Linked DNA regions of Mus musculus: region 1 is linked to region 2. Evidence: chromatin contacts called from public ChIA-PET data. All regions are on one chromosome and are shown on one strand. The core of a region is the stretch at or near the end of the contact, and the rest is flanking DNA. Distances in the headings are between cores, read along the strand shown.

Region 1 (6,070 bases), core at 217-2,716, 130 kb after region 2:
GCCTTGGTCATGGTTTCTCTTCACAGCAATAGAACAGTGACCAAGACAGATGTGATGTAGATAGATATGAACATGGCTATGATAGAGGTAGATATGACTATGAATGTAATGCGGAAATAGAAACAGATGCTGATACAGATGGACACATAATGTAGATTTGCTTATAAACTTTGATTTGGATATAAGTGTAGGTAAAGATACAGGCAAATACTGGGGGCTGTTGAGAGAGCTAGCTCTGCAGAAGGGTTGAGGATACCATAAGAACATGGTTCACAGAATCAACTGCCCAGGACTCGTGGGGGTCACAGATATTAGGGGGTGTATATGGATCTTACCTAAGCCCTCTGCATATGTGTTATGGCTGAGAGGCTTGGTCTTCTTGTGGGACTCCCAACAGTGGGAGTTGGGGCTGTCTCTGATGCTTTTGCCTGCTTGTGGGATCCCTTTCCTCCCACCGGGTTGCCTTGTCCAGTCTTGATGTGATGCTATGTGCTGGGTCTTATGGTCTCCACTGATACTGTGTCGTGCTGAGTTTGGTTGATGTCCCTGGGAGGCCTGCTCCTTTCTGAGGGGAAGCAGAGGGAGGGTAGACATGAGGATCAGTAGAGGTGGGAGAGAGAGACCAGGGGAAGGGAGGGCTGGGTAACTGCAGTTGGGTTGTAATATATGAGAGCAATACTTTTTTTAAAGAAGAAAGAAAGGAGAGAGTCTTACAGAGAGAAACAGAGAAAGAGACAGATAGATGAGAGAGGGAGATAGATGAGAGAGAGAGAGAGAGAGAGAGAGAGAGAGAATGAATTTGCTCTGTGACCGACAGCTAAAGCCCACAGCCTCTCTGTGTGGGTTGGAGATCCAGGGAGTCCAAGAGTGTGACTCTCAGTCAGAGGCTGAAAACCAAGGACCTGCACTGGCCCAAGGGCTGGCATCTAAAGTTCAGACGTCTGACTCAGCTGGATACCTAGGGTGGAAGTGAACTCTCCTGTGTCATGCTGCCACATCTGGCCTAGGTGACAGAATGGCACCTGCAGCATTGGCAACGTCAGGCTATTCTTCAGTCAGAAGTTAGGCGGCTGGTGTTTTCTAGAAACAAAAAAGAATGGTTCACCAGTCGTTGATATGTTGACACTTCACCACCACAATCTACTTTACAAGTTGGGGACCTGAGTCTAGATGGCAAGCATTCCCCAGCTTCCTGTCTTAGTTACGTACCACAATAAACAAACCTAACAAAAGCAACTCCGAGGAGAAGAGATTCATTTTGGCTCGCAGTTCCAGAGGGTTAGAGAATGTCATATTAGGGAAAGTGTGGCAAGAGCAGGAGGCTGGCCACATTACATCTACACTCCAGGAAAGAGCAAACAGGAAGTAGGGCGAAGCCAAAAAGCCTCAAGGCACGCCCTCATTGAGCCACTTCCTCCAGGATCACTTTCTAAAGTGATCACTTCACTTTCTAAAACCTACACAGGCTGTGCAAACAGCGTCAGAAACCACTTCAAACACACGAGCCTGTGGGAGACAGTTTACATTCAAACCCTAATGTGCCCAGTAGGCAACACCCATGCCTGGGGAGGCAGCTGCCTGAGGAGCAGAGCACTCACCCTGGAGCCACTTGCCCGTTACAACCTCACACTCACTGCAGCCTTGGAAGGCACTGCATAAAGGAGGAATCTGAGACCAGCTCCAACTTACTTGCCTGGACTTGATGATAAGAATGATAGACATATAGGCCAGTGCTTATCTCAGAGCTCAGGGCACTGCCTGCCCCGAAGTGTGGATGTTCAGTCACTATTGGCTTATATGCAAGGGATAGTGCTGTTTAAATCCCAAGGTGTCCCTGGTCTGAGTGATACATCCAGATGCCCAAGGAAGGCCTGGGGTTACACAGGGGAGAGGAAAGCTTTGTGATGCACCCCAGAGTACCTTTCCAACATCGGAAGGACCTTCCTTATCCCCATAACATTGCATCATACTGTCCAAGCTGCATAAACATGGCAGCAGTCCTTTTATAGCCAAAGCCCCAAAGACTGGACATATCTGCCCTTGATGGGTGCTGGACAAGGAATGGCACCAGGAATAACTTAACACGGTGTTGGGTGGGACAGAGAGGCAGAACAACAGGTATTCAGGGGTCAGCTCCCAAACTGAAGGCTCACATCAGATAAGTGAGAGTTCATGGTTGCAAAGTCACGTTCCCTACATAGGAAAAGACAACTGTAATCCCCATTGTAGTGGGTGACAGTCTCAGGACTCCCTGTGTTCAGCTACAGAGGAGACGTGATCTTGAAATGCAACTGAGACCTGCTGGAGAACTACAAGTTGCCCTGAACCCCTTTATCCTGCATATTTGCACAGGGGACTCTTGAGCCTTTGCTGGCTTTAAAATGTCTGACTTCCTATGCCCACTGGATGGTCAACCTGAAGGGGGGCTTTTTCTGCCTTTTTCCTGTTTTGTGCAGCAGAAAAGCCCAGGGGAGAGATGAGGATGCAGGAGAAGAAAAAAAGCCCTCAGTAAGCTGGAAGGATAATAAGAATGTTGGCAGCAGGGCCAAATACAGACTTCCCAGCTCCTGCCTCCTAAGTCAAAATGCCCAGTGCTGAGTCCTCCGTGCCTCTGAAAGCGAAAGAAAGAACTTTCACCACCAGAGCAGAAGGCCCGCACTGCCCAGAGATACTGTGGGGTAGACCTGCCTTCAAGATCAGAGGTCTTCGGACTTAAGATTCGACAGTAAAATTATAAAACAAAAACAAAAACAAAACAAACAAACAAACAAAACCAGTGAGCGAGGATCACCTACTCCTAGTGCCAGGGTGGGCTGATACCCAGGGATGGGGTTGGGGGAAGGGCTGTGTGGTGAAGACCAGGAGGAGGGGGGGTTGCAATGGGGATGTAAAGCGAATAAATAAATAAATTATTAAAAAGAAAAAATACAGAATGCCGGGCGTGGTGGCGCCTGCCTTTAATCCCAGCACTCGGGAGGCATAGGCAGGCGTATTTCTGAGTTCGAGGCCAGCCTGGTCTACAAAGTGAGTTCCAGGACAAGGACAGTCAGAGCTATACAGAGAAACCCTGTCTCGAAAAACCAAAAACCAAAAACCAAAAACCAAAAAACAAAAAACAAAAAAAAAACAAAAACAAAACAAAACAAAACAAAACAAAACAAAAAAATCAAAAACAAAAAAAACAGAAAAGGGAAATGCGTTGGCAGGGATTCCTAGTAAAGAATTCCGGGTGAAGTTTCATCACAGCAAATGTATGCTGTAGCTTTGTCTGTGGATTTGAAACAGTGGATTCATTACAAACCCATTTGCATCTCTCAAAGTACAAAATACCCTTTTCCAGCTTCATCTTTGTTGTGTGTTAAATGTCTATAAATAGGTGACACACTCTGAAAAAAGCTACACAGTGGCTATAGTAATACCCTCTTCCTTTGCTGGCTCCCCTCTGAAACCAGTCAGTGGGAGATGATTCTACCTTGACACTGAGCTCCGAGAGTCAGTGAAACACCCTGGCTGGATGCCAGCTCTGTGTGGTCCCTGAAGCACCTGCACTCTTGTCCTGCTGGCCACCACGTTAGATGTTCCCCTGGTCTCTCAGCTTTGATAATTCCCTGGATAACTTACAGAAGTAGAGAATGTGCTTCTGTTTACATTTTATAACAAGGGGCACAAATCAGGTCCAGACACTTGAAAGAGACACATGGAGCTTTGCAAGAACCTGTGTGTCCTCGACCCATGGCGTCAAGCCTTGTCCTCTCATCAGTGCAGTTGGTGACCTGGAACCTTATGACAACTTGCTATGTAGAATTGACCTATGCCCTATTTCACTGACAAAATTGATGGGATAATTGGCTGAGGGAAGAGACCAAGACAATCTGTAGGGTCAAAGGTGGGGGAGGGGGGAGACCTGCCTGAAGCCCTGGCTGCTTAGCACTGTGGCTTAGGACACTGGTGCCTCTTATCTCCAATAAGGAAGATGGTCCTGTCACTTGAGAGTTCCTCCTAGGACCAGGGACCAAAGTTTCTCAATAGGCCAGTGCTCCAAGGTTGTTCCAACAAAGAGGAGGCTGGTAGAGTGCCTCTATACCGTTCAAAGGACGTTTACTCTACCCAGAGGGTGGGACACATCCACACAATGCTGTTTAAAACTTTTTTTAAGAAAAGATTTATCTTTAATTTTAATTATTGGCATGCATGTGTGTCTGTTATGGAAGGGTGTACATTATACAAGAGTACAGAGCCTGTGAAGCTAGAAGAGGGGAGTGGATCTCTGGAGCTAGAGTTACAGGTGGTTGTGAGACACTTGATAGACAGGTGCTGGAAACATTAAAAGAGCAGCACACTCTCTTCACCACTGAACCATCTCTCCAGCCGTTTTTGTTTGTTTTCGAAACAGTCTCAAGTCACTCAAGCTGGCCTCAAGCTTGCGGTTGTAGCTAAGAGTGAATTTGAATTTATGATCATGCAGTCTCATCTTCCAAGAGCTGGGGTCACAACGTGGGCTATTCTGCCTGATTTTATATGCTTTTGATAGTACCTTGAACTTCTCACAGCCTAAGCAAATGCTCTGCCACTGAGCTTGTCCCAGATCCAGGAATCTCTTACTAGCAATACGTTAGGAGCATTTTGCCAGCATATACCCAGGCCTGGTTTCATCCCCAGATCCTGGGTGTGTACACATATGTGAGACTATCTTGAGCAGCACATAGACACCTTCTTCTCCACATACAGTATTTTGTTGCATGTCAGTCTCACCTGTTTGTTATTGCGTGAATTGTTTTGTGTTTGGTTGACACACAAGTAAGTAGCCACATGGAAACTGCATAAGTGTGTGAGGCCAACCTTCTTGGAAACAAAAACCAGCGGGTAGCTCAGTAAGTTCATTTGTGTTGCAAAGGATCTTCTGCCCATGTAGGAACCCCTCTGGTTCCACACCTGCAGAGATGCCACACATTTTGCTTCCCTGCACGCCACCATCTTACTGTGTTCCCTATGTTTGATTTCCAGTTTTTCTTTATAGAAATTTATTTTAATTTTATGTGTATGCTTGTCTTGTCCATAGGTATGTATGCATGTTATGTGTGTGCCTTGTGTTTGCAGAGGCCAGAAGAAGGCATATGTCTTAGTCACTGTACTATTGCTGTGAAGAGACACTACGATCAATGTAACACTAATGAAAGAAAGCGTTTAATTGGGGGCTTGCTTACAGGGGTTAGTCCATCATCATGATGGGGATCACAGTGACAAACAAGCAGATATGGTGCTGGAGAAGTAGCTGAGAACTAGATCTGGAGAGAAAGAGAGAGAGAGGGAGAAATGGAGAGAGGGAAAGAAAGAGTCTAGGCTTGGCATGGGCTATTGAAACCTCAGAGCCCACCCACAGTGACACACTTCCTCCAACAAGGCTGCACCTCTTAATGCTTCTAATCCTTTCAAATATTCTCTGCTGACTAAGCATTTAAATATATGAGCCTGTGACCATTCTTACTCAAACTACCACAGCATCCATCCCTTGGACTGGAGTCACAGGCAGTGGTTAGATGCCATGTGGATGCTGGGAACAAAATCTTTTCCAGCCCCCATTTGTAATGTTGCTGATTTATTTTATTCCAATCCTTGGTTGTTAGATTTTATTTTGTTTTTACTATACCCCATTTGAAAGAACACTTTTAGGTTCACAACAGTACTTAGCAGAATTACAAAAATGCCTTTAACAACTGCACCCATCCCTAACCAGTGCGGGAGCAGTGAGCAAGCCATTGTTGAAGACTCTGTAGACAGATGCCTTATCACTCAGAGTCCGCACTTACAGCCTAATTTTGAGTCCTGTATTTGGAGAAATGAATTTTTAATACATTTGTTTATTCATGTATTCATTTATTTATGTGTGCATGTATGTATGTATTTGTGGATGTGCCTATGAAGATCAGAGGACAATTTCTAGTTGCTTCTCTCTTTTCATCACGTGGAAAGGGGAGGTCAAATTCATGTCATCAGGCTTGACACCTTCAGTCACCAGACCCTTTCCCCAGACCCCCAGCTCTCATGAGACATAGTCACCATTATAGCTACA
Region 2 (6,460 bases), core at 3,693-6,192:
AACCAGTCTTAACTTTGTAGTTGTTGCTCAAACCCACCACAAATGGAAAAGCTGCCTGGCTCCAGAGTCTGCTGGATTTATACCACTAGCAGGTTTCACAGCCAGTGAACACCAGAGAAGTAAAGTAGCACATAGGCTTGGCTAAGAGCTTTGGGAACTTGGGAACATCCACAGCCCGTTTCCTGGACCTCTTGCTCTCAACCTCAATGGCTTCTGACCACAAGGACCATGAGGTATGACCATAGACATGCCCATGCCCATGTACTATCAAGCAGCAGCATAAAGACAGCCTGTGGGTAGGGCCTATGAGCAATCTGCAGTTTTCAGCAGTGTTTCAAAGAATGGCTGGTGAGTGAGACAGAATCTGCCCTGCTACATTATGCAGTAGTAGACATGGATGCTGGCCCTTGAGAAGTGACGAGTGTACTTGTACTCTTCTTGATGTAAAGAGACATAGACCTGGTGATGGTTGGTAACCTTCTCACACAGGCTACACAGCCATGATGGTAAATGGGTGCAAACGATTTCAAAAGAGGTACATGTCTATATCCATCTCCCATTCCCATCCAGCTATAGAAGTGATTATAGTTTATCCCCAACACAACCATTCTCAAGTTTGTCAGTGCAGTAGTATGAGAGGTCATAAGGCCTTTAGAAGGTGTTTTGGTCACAGAGACTCCACCCTCATATTGTTCTGTGAGAATGGGTTAGTTATGCCAAAAGCTGTCAAAAGGCACTTGGCCTCTTACATCTCTCCTGCCTTCCCACCTCTCCCTTGCAAGCATCTGTCTGACTTTCCTCCATGAAACCCTCACAATTGGGATCCTGGTTGCCATGCTCTAAAATTTCCCAGTCTAGAGAACCAAGAACCAAAATTAACCTTTCTTCTACATCCAGTCTTTGGTATTTTGTTATAACCACAGGGGAAAAAAAAAAAGAAAAAGAAAATCTCCTAAGTTATCGTTTAGAGACCACTTAATGGAAGAAAGGGGCCTTCAAGGAAAAGCAACCAGTATAACTGTGACCCAAGAAAAGATAAGCTGTTATAATGGAGCAGAACTTTGACCCTCTGCAGCATGCAGAAACTGCCGAGTCTGGTCTCCTTAAAACTTCACAGACTTGGAAAACAACCATTTTTGAGGCAGTGGAATCAACACAGTGAAAGAAGAGGTAACAAAGCACTGTTTGCCAGGACCAAGTATATATGTACTATCGTCTTCCCCCAAAGGACCCAGCAATTGTCCTAGAACAAAACTGTATAGACATGAAACCCACAAGTTTCTGGGGCTGTGGTCCTGTTTGAAGACAAAAAGAAGCCACCGAGTGTCCAGGCACTTTTCTCAGGGTGCCTGGAGGCTGGGGTGGTGGAGGAGGAGGAATATGACATGAAAGGCTATGCAGAACTAAGGAAAACATGGTAAGAAAAAATGATTTAAAAACAACATTTAAAGTGAACTAATTCAAATATTACAGGTATTTCAAGAACAAGTTGAGATCTTAAGAGGAACCAGCTCCCACTCCAAACAAAGGAGTAAGGGGACAATGAAGGTCCCACTCAAGAGCAGATACAGAGAAGCCACTTCTCTATCAGCCCCAAAGGCTACTCTGAAAACAGCAAACAGCACACTCCTTTAGCCATGCTGAGTAAGAAAAATAAATGGGCAGAGGACAAATGTTTCAAACTGGAAAACAGAGGGACCATAACAATGTAGCTCAAAGGCAGAGAAAAGGATGTTATAAACGTTATGCCAGCATATCAGTCAACTTATATGAATGGGCCAATCCTACAAAAACACATACCCAAACTGTCTCAAAACCCAAGGAGAAAAGACTAGAGCTCTAAGGAGCAAGGACACAGAATTGACGAAGAGACATTTTTCACAAAGAAAAACACAAAACTCCCTTCTCCCAGGGGATTCTACCACAGTGCTAAGGTAAAAATGTTACCTAGTTCAGTCTCATTCAGGAGAAAAAGGGGAATGGGAGGCCCATGTTATATGCTGACCACAAAGCCACCAACATCCAAAGGAAAAGGCACCTTTACTAAAGAACACCCTCAGAAACACCCACAAACCTTTATCAAGGTGTTAGCCAGTCCACTCTTGGAAGACAGAAAAGCATCTCACACCAAGGTGATTCAAATCTTAATTAACCTATGGTTAATTAAGCATGATACAGCTGTAGACAGCCAGATCCCAGCCTGAGAGGCACTGGCCACAGTGAGGAGGGCAAGAAGGTCGCTGGCTCCTACAATATGTGGCTATGTACTTACATTTAAAAACATTTTACCATGGAAATTCTCCAATATGTACAAAAAGAGATAACCAAATCACATTTATTTATTTATGTTTTGTTTTTCAAGACAGGGTATTTTTGTGTAGCCCTGGGTGGCCTCAAACTCACAGATCTGCCTGCCTCTGCCTCCCAAATAATGGGTTCAAAGGCGCATGCCACCACCACCTGGCTTCACTTTTTAGTTTTGAATCACCTATATTTTGAAAAATGTAGGCACTTAGAACAGGCCTTGCCTACCTGGATGCATCTCCTGTTCCCCAAGGACAAAAACTTCTAAAAGTTCTTGACAGGCAGGGGGCAACAGCCTGACTTTCTGAGAACCATGCTCCCATGAGGCATCTGCCTTTCCACAAGCTTATACTGGGTGGAGGTCAATTCTGGACTTTTGCACACAAAAAGCTAATTTCAGGCCAAGTTTAATTACTAGTAGACTCTGGATTAACACTAGTAGAAAATGGTCAACAGATTGGATAATGGGCCATTGCCAGGAACACATTCTTATATCTATAGTCATGCACATAAACAAACCTGAATGAGAGTCAAGACAAACTAAATCTACCCTATATCTTGCTTATACCCTATACCTCTAGTCTCTATGTCGCAAAAGTATTAAAATACTGTTGTTTCAAATTAAGCATCTTAGAAATCTGTAGCTGAGATGTAAGCAAACCAGTGTCCCTGAGTAGGTGCCAGATGGTGTCCCCATACAAAAGCACATCTGCAGGAAGACCAGTCTCCCCAGGCAGCATGGTGCGCGCTCTAACTTCTGGCATAGACAGTGGTTTATCCAGAGCCATGAGGGGGAAGAAGTTACAGCCATCATGACCACCAGGTAGAGACATGCTGTTGAACTGCTCTAAAATGACTGTCTTTTAATGAATAAAATAAAAATGTCCCTTAAGACTAATGTTTGGTTTTAAAATTCCTATCTGAATTAAGTAAGATCAGGGAATATTTTTTATCAGCTTAATTTTACAAAAAATGAGGTTTGTGGCCATCAACATTAGCAGGACAAATTTATTTATAACAAATGGTTTAAATGTACAGATAAAAATGCCCATTGACACTGTCAGGGCTTCTTGCAATTTGACAGATCAAATCTTATTTTCATTCTTTAAAGCCCATGAAGAAGTGGTATCGCTGAGTTGCATTCACTAGCAGGCAAATTGATTAATCCCTCTCCATAGAACCTCAGCCCTTGATTATACCTATCAGGCGTTAAGCAGCATTATTCTGGAGTGACAACACTTGACAAATTCCCCAATCATTTTCCTCAGCCTTTGTGGCCCTGCTAGCTTGTATTAACCCTGATGAAAAATTAATTTTCCTTATCTTCTTCTAAACCCCAAAATCCAAATCCGCCAAACTGGCAACTCTTTCTGTAAAGGTATTATGAAAACCTCTAAAAGATTAATTGCATGTCTTCAGGTGACATTAAATTAATTTCTGTACTCATGACAGACATTTGATACTCAGCACTGAAAGGACTGATAACATTGTCAGGACACACAGAAGGACAGTGGCATGGTGTCCCAGGGCAGCCTCTTTATGAATTCTCCTTCTGATAAGTCCACACTTCACTGTCACCAGCAGTGTAGATGATGGTACAGCCACAACCCTTGCTGCACAGGTTTCTATTAAGGACAACAATACAGGCCTATCCCAGCAATCTCTAGGAGGCTCCTTTGGGATCAGCACAATAAAAGATATGCAAGCTATGTAAAGTTTCTAAGTACACATATGTGTAGAACTCTATTTTCTCTCTGTAGACTGCTGGACTACATGAGAGACAGGACAGAAACAGGCCAGCCCTAACCTCCTTGCCTAGGGTGCTGCTATGAGATGTGAGAGTACCTTACATTCATCAGGCATGCTTACATGCCAGCAAGCACACTGGGGACAGAAATCTGGACATTATTTCAGATAATGGTCCAGAAAACAACTACAAAGCAAATCCAGAAGACAAAAGCTACTTGAGCAGCCAGACCTAACTACTGGACTTTCCTTCATGGGGATTCACTTAGCACACGTTTTACTATACGAGAGCGTGTCAGTCATTCAGGTTATTCACCTTGTAATAATCCTCCACTCTGAGATTAGTTAGGTATGAGAGAAGAATTAGCTAGTCTTTAAATTAAAAACCAAGCAAACAAAAAGTAAAAAAACAAGAAAACCACCAAAACCCTAAAAGCCTCTGAGGAGAAACAACGCTGTCCAGGGCAGATGGCACAAATCTACCAGGTGAAAAGGAAAATGTATTGGAAGTGAGATTCTGGGTCCTTTCCAATATGAAGGCTTCCTAAGCAGTGGGGCTGTGAACTGGGTCTTCAAACTCAAGAGCTCAGGTTTCAGGGGCAATTTTGTTCCTGCAGGTCTGCCCAGTGCAAATCTGTTACCTACTGCCCCACCCATGTCACCAACAGTCTCCTCAGAACTCTATTCATGGTCTTGTCCTATATACCAAAGACCACAGTTACAGTCAGTTCTACTTCCATCTGAGCTACCTAGGCTGTGCCCAGGTGCTGCCAGACTGCCCTACAAAGCTAGCTTCTGCCAGAACCAACCAAGTAGGGCAGAGCTATGTCCTCTAAGTAACAGTTTCAAACTAGCAAATGTGACAGATCTACCACTTCAAAGTTCAAAACAGCAGGCAGACAAGATGGTTCAGTGGGTGGGTAGGGGTGTTTGATGGCAAGCCTGATGACTAAGCTCTAACCCCTGAGACCCACATGATGGAGAGACAACTTCCGTAAGTCTTCTGATCTCCACACATAAACAGTGGCACACCCTCTCACCAAAATAAATGTGAGCAGTTTTAAAGTTCAAATACAGCAAACAGATCTCACAAAACAATCCTGTTCAGCAAACCAAATGAAAAGGAGTTTGAAGGGAAAAGCAGAAGGTGGTTGCAAAGATAAACAGTAAAGACCAATGTTATTCCAGGCCCTGCTCCTGTATTGCTCACTTCCTAATATCACTCACAAGGCTAGGGGACAACTATCCTGTTCACTCTCAGATGTTTTGCAGAGATTCCATGTCCTCTCCACCTCTTTGATACCAGAAATCCAGCTATGCAGACACCTTCAGCTTCAAGTATTTCTAATGCCCTTGACACTGTCCTAAGGTCTAGTGACAAACATGGGGAGAAGGCAGAAAGCTCCTCCAAGAGCAGGGACCAGAAGCTCTAAAGCATGAGAAGCTCTAGTCAGCAGGCAGGACAAAGTATGTGCAGAAGCACCAGCAGGGATCCCAGAACAGCAGCAGTCCTGAGCAATAAAAAATAGAGGCTCAAGAATGGGCAGGCACCTCCAGAGAACAAGAAGGGGATGTGGAACTTTCTACATCAGCCTGGGACTAAAGACGGGTGTGCAACTCTCTATCAGGCTGGTACTTCCCAAAGTAACGGAGGGTTAAAATGTTATGCTTCTATTCATCACAACCTCAACACTAAGGTGATTAGTTATGCCTTATGTCCTCTTTATATTATGCTTAAAATAGAATCCAACCCCAAATCTGGAAAACAAACAAAACTGCCAATTTTCTTTTTTTCCTAGGTTTTTTTCCCTCCCTTAAGCCAGCAAAACAAAGTGAGACCATCAACTCATCAGAACTTTCAAGTGGCTCCCACTGTTCTAAGAATTAAGACCTAAAGAACCTATGCAAGGCCCATTTCCAGACTCTCCTACTCTCTGTACTCAACCCAATGCCCTTCCTTCAGTTAGGAACTGCTACAGTTACACACCCCACTCCCTACACACATACCAGAAAGACCCACTCCTTTACTCCACTCAGAAGCCATTCATTTCTCCAGGTCTCCTTGCTATGTTGCCCATCCCACTTTACTTCTGCTTGTACCTATTATACACTCAAAATCCACGGAGTGCTCAGTTTACTACAGAGCTCCATCCACAAAGGCAGGCCTGCTTTTGTATGCAGCTCAATCACCACAAATGCCTAGTGCCTCAGTTCATGTCATATCTGCTGTGACAACTGAGACCATGGCTTCTCTGCAGGCTCTTATTAGATCTCACTGCTGTTAGCATGTCCTTCCTCCCTGAGTAACTGGGGCAGCCAGAAGCCTCACCAAAATGCATAAACACTAGAATCCAAAGATCTTACCCTGAAGGGCAAGTCCCCAGATAGCCTCTCCTCCCATTAAGTGTCC

Evidence for each region. ChIA-PET counts read pairs in DNA pulled down with a chosen protein or histone mark.
Region 1: an RNA polymerase II ChIA-PET map of memory CD8 T cells shows a contact between it and region 2, with 77 read pairs. The contact joins two enhancer-like sites. A contact is called at or near these places in 2 of 484 Hi-C or Micro-C datasets (CD4 T cells and memory CD8 T cells), 4 of 115 datasets of contacts at active chromatin or transcription factors (CD8 T cells, embryonic stem cells, memory CD8 T cells and 1 more) and 2 of 9 other capture datasets (adipose tissue and liver).

The regions. Positions count from the first base shown.
Region 1 is chr5:28,265,222-28,271,291 of GRCm38.p6, reverse strand. No RefSeq gene overlaps it. Among named protein-coding and RNA genes, the nearest start is that of Gm35524, 25 kb to the left of the region's middle. Within about 2 kb of position 1,466, at least 98 of the 459 cell types and tissues checked have an H3K27ac peak or open chromatin away from gene starts, as enhancers often do. A contact at or near this core is called in CD8 T cells, memory CD8 T cells and regulatory T cell precursor, where this site is marked.
Region 2 is chr5:28,401,458-28,407,917 of GRCm38.p6, reverse strand. All of the region lies in intron 15 of Rbm33 (RNA binding motif protein 33), which reads right to left. Among named protein-coding and RNA genes, the nearest start is that of 9530036O11Rik, 62 kb to the left of the region's middle. Within about 2 kb of position 4,942, at least 29 of the 459 cell types and tissues checked have an H3K27ac peak or open chromatin away from gene starts, as enhancers often do. A contact at or near this core is called in CD8 T cells, memory CD8 T cells and regulatory T cell precursor, where this site is marked.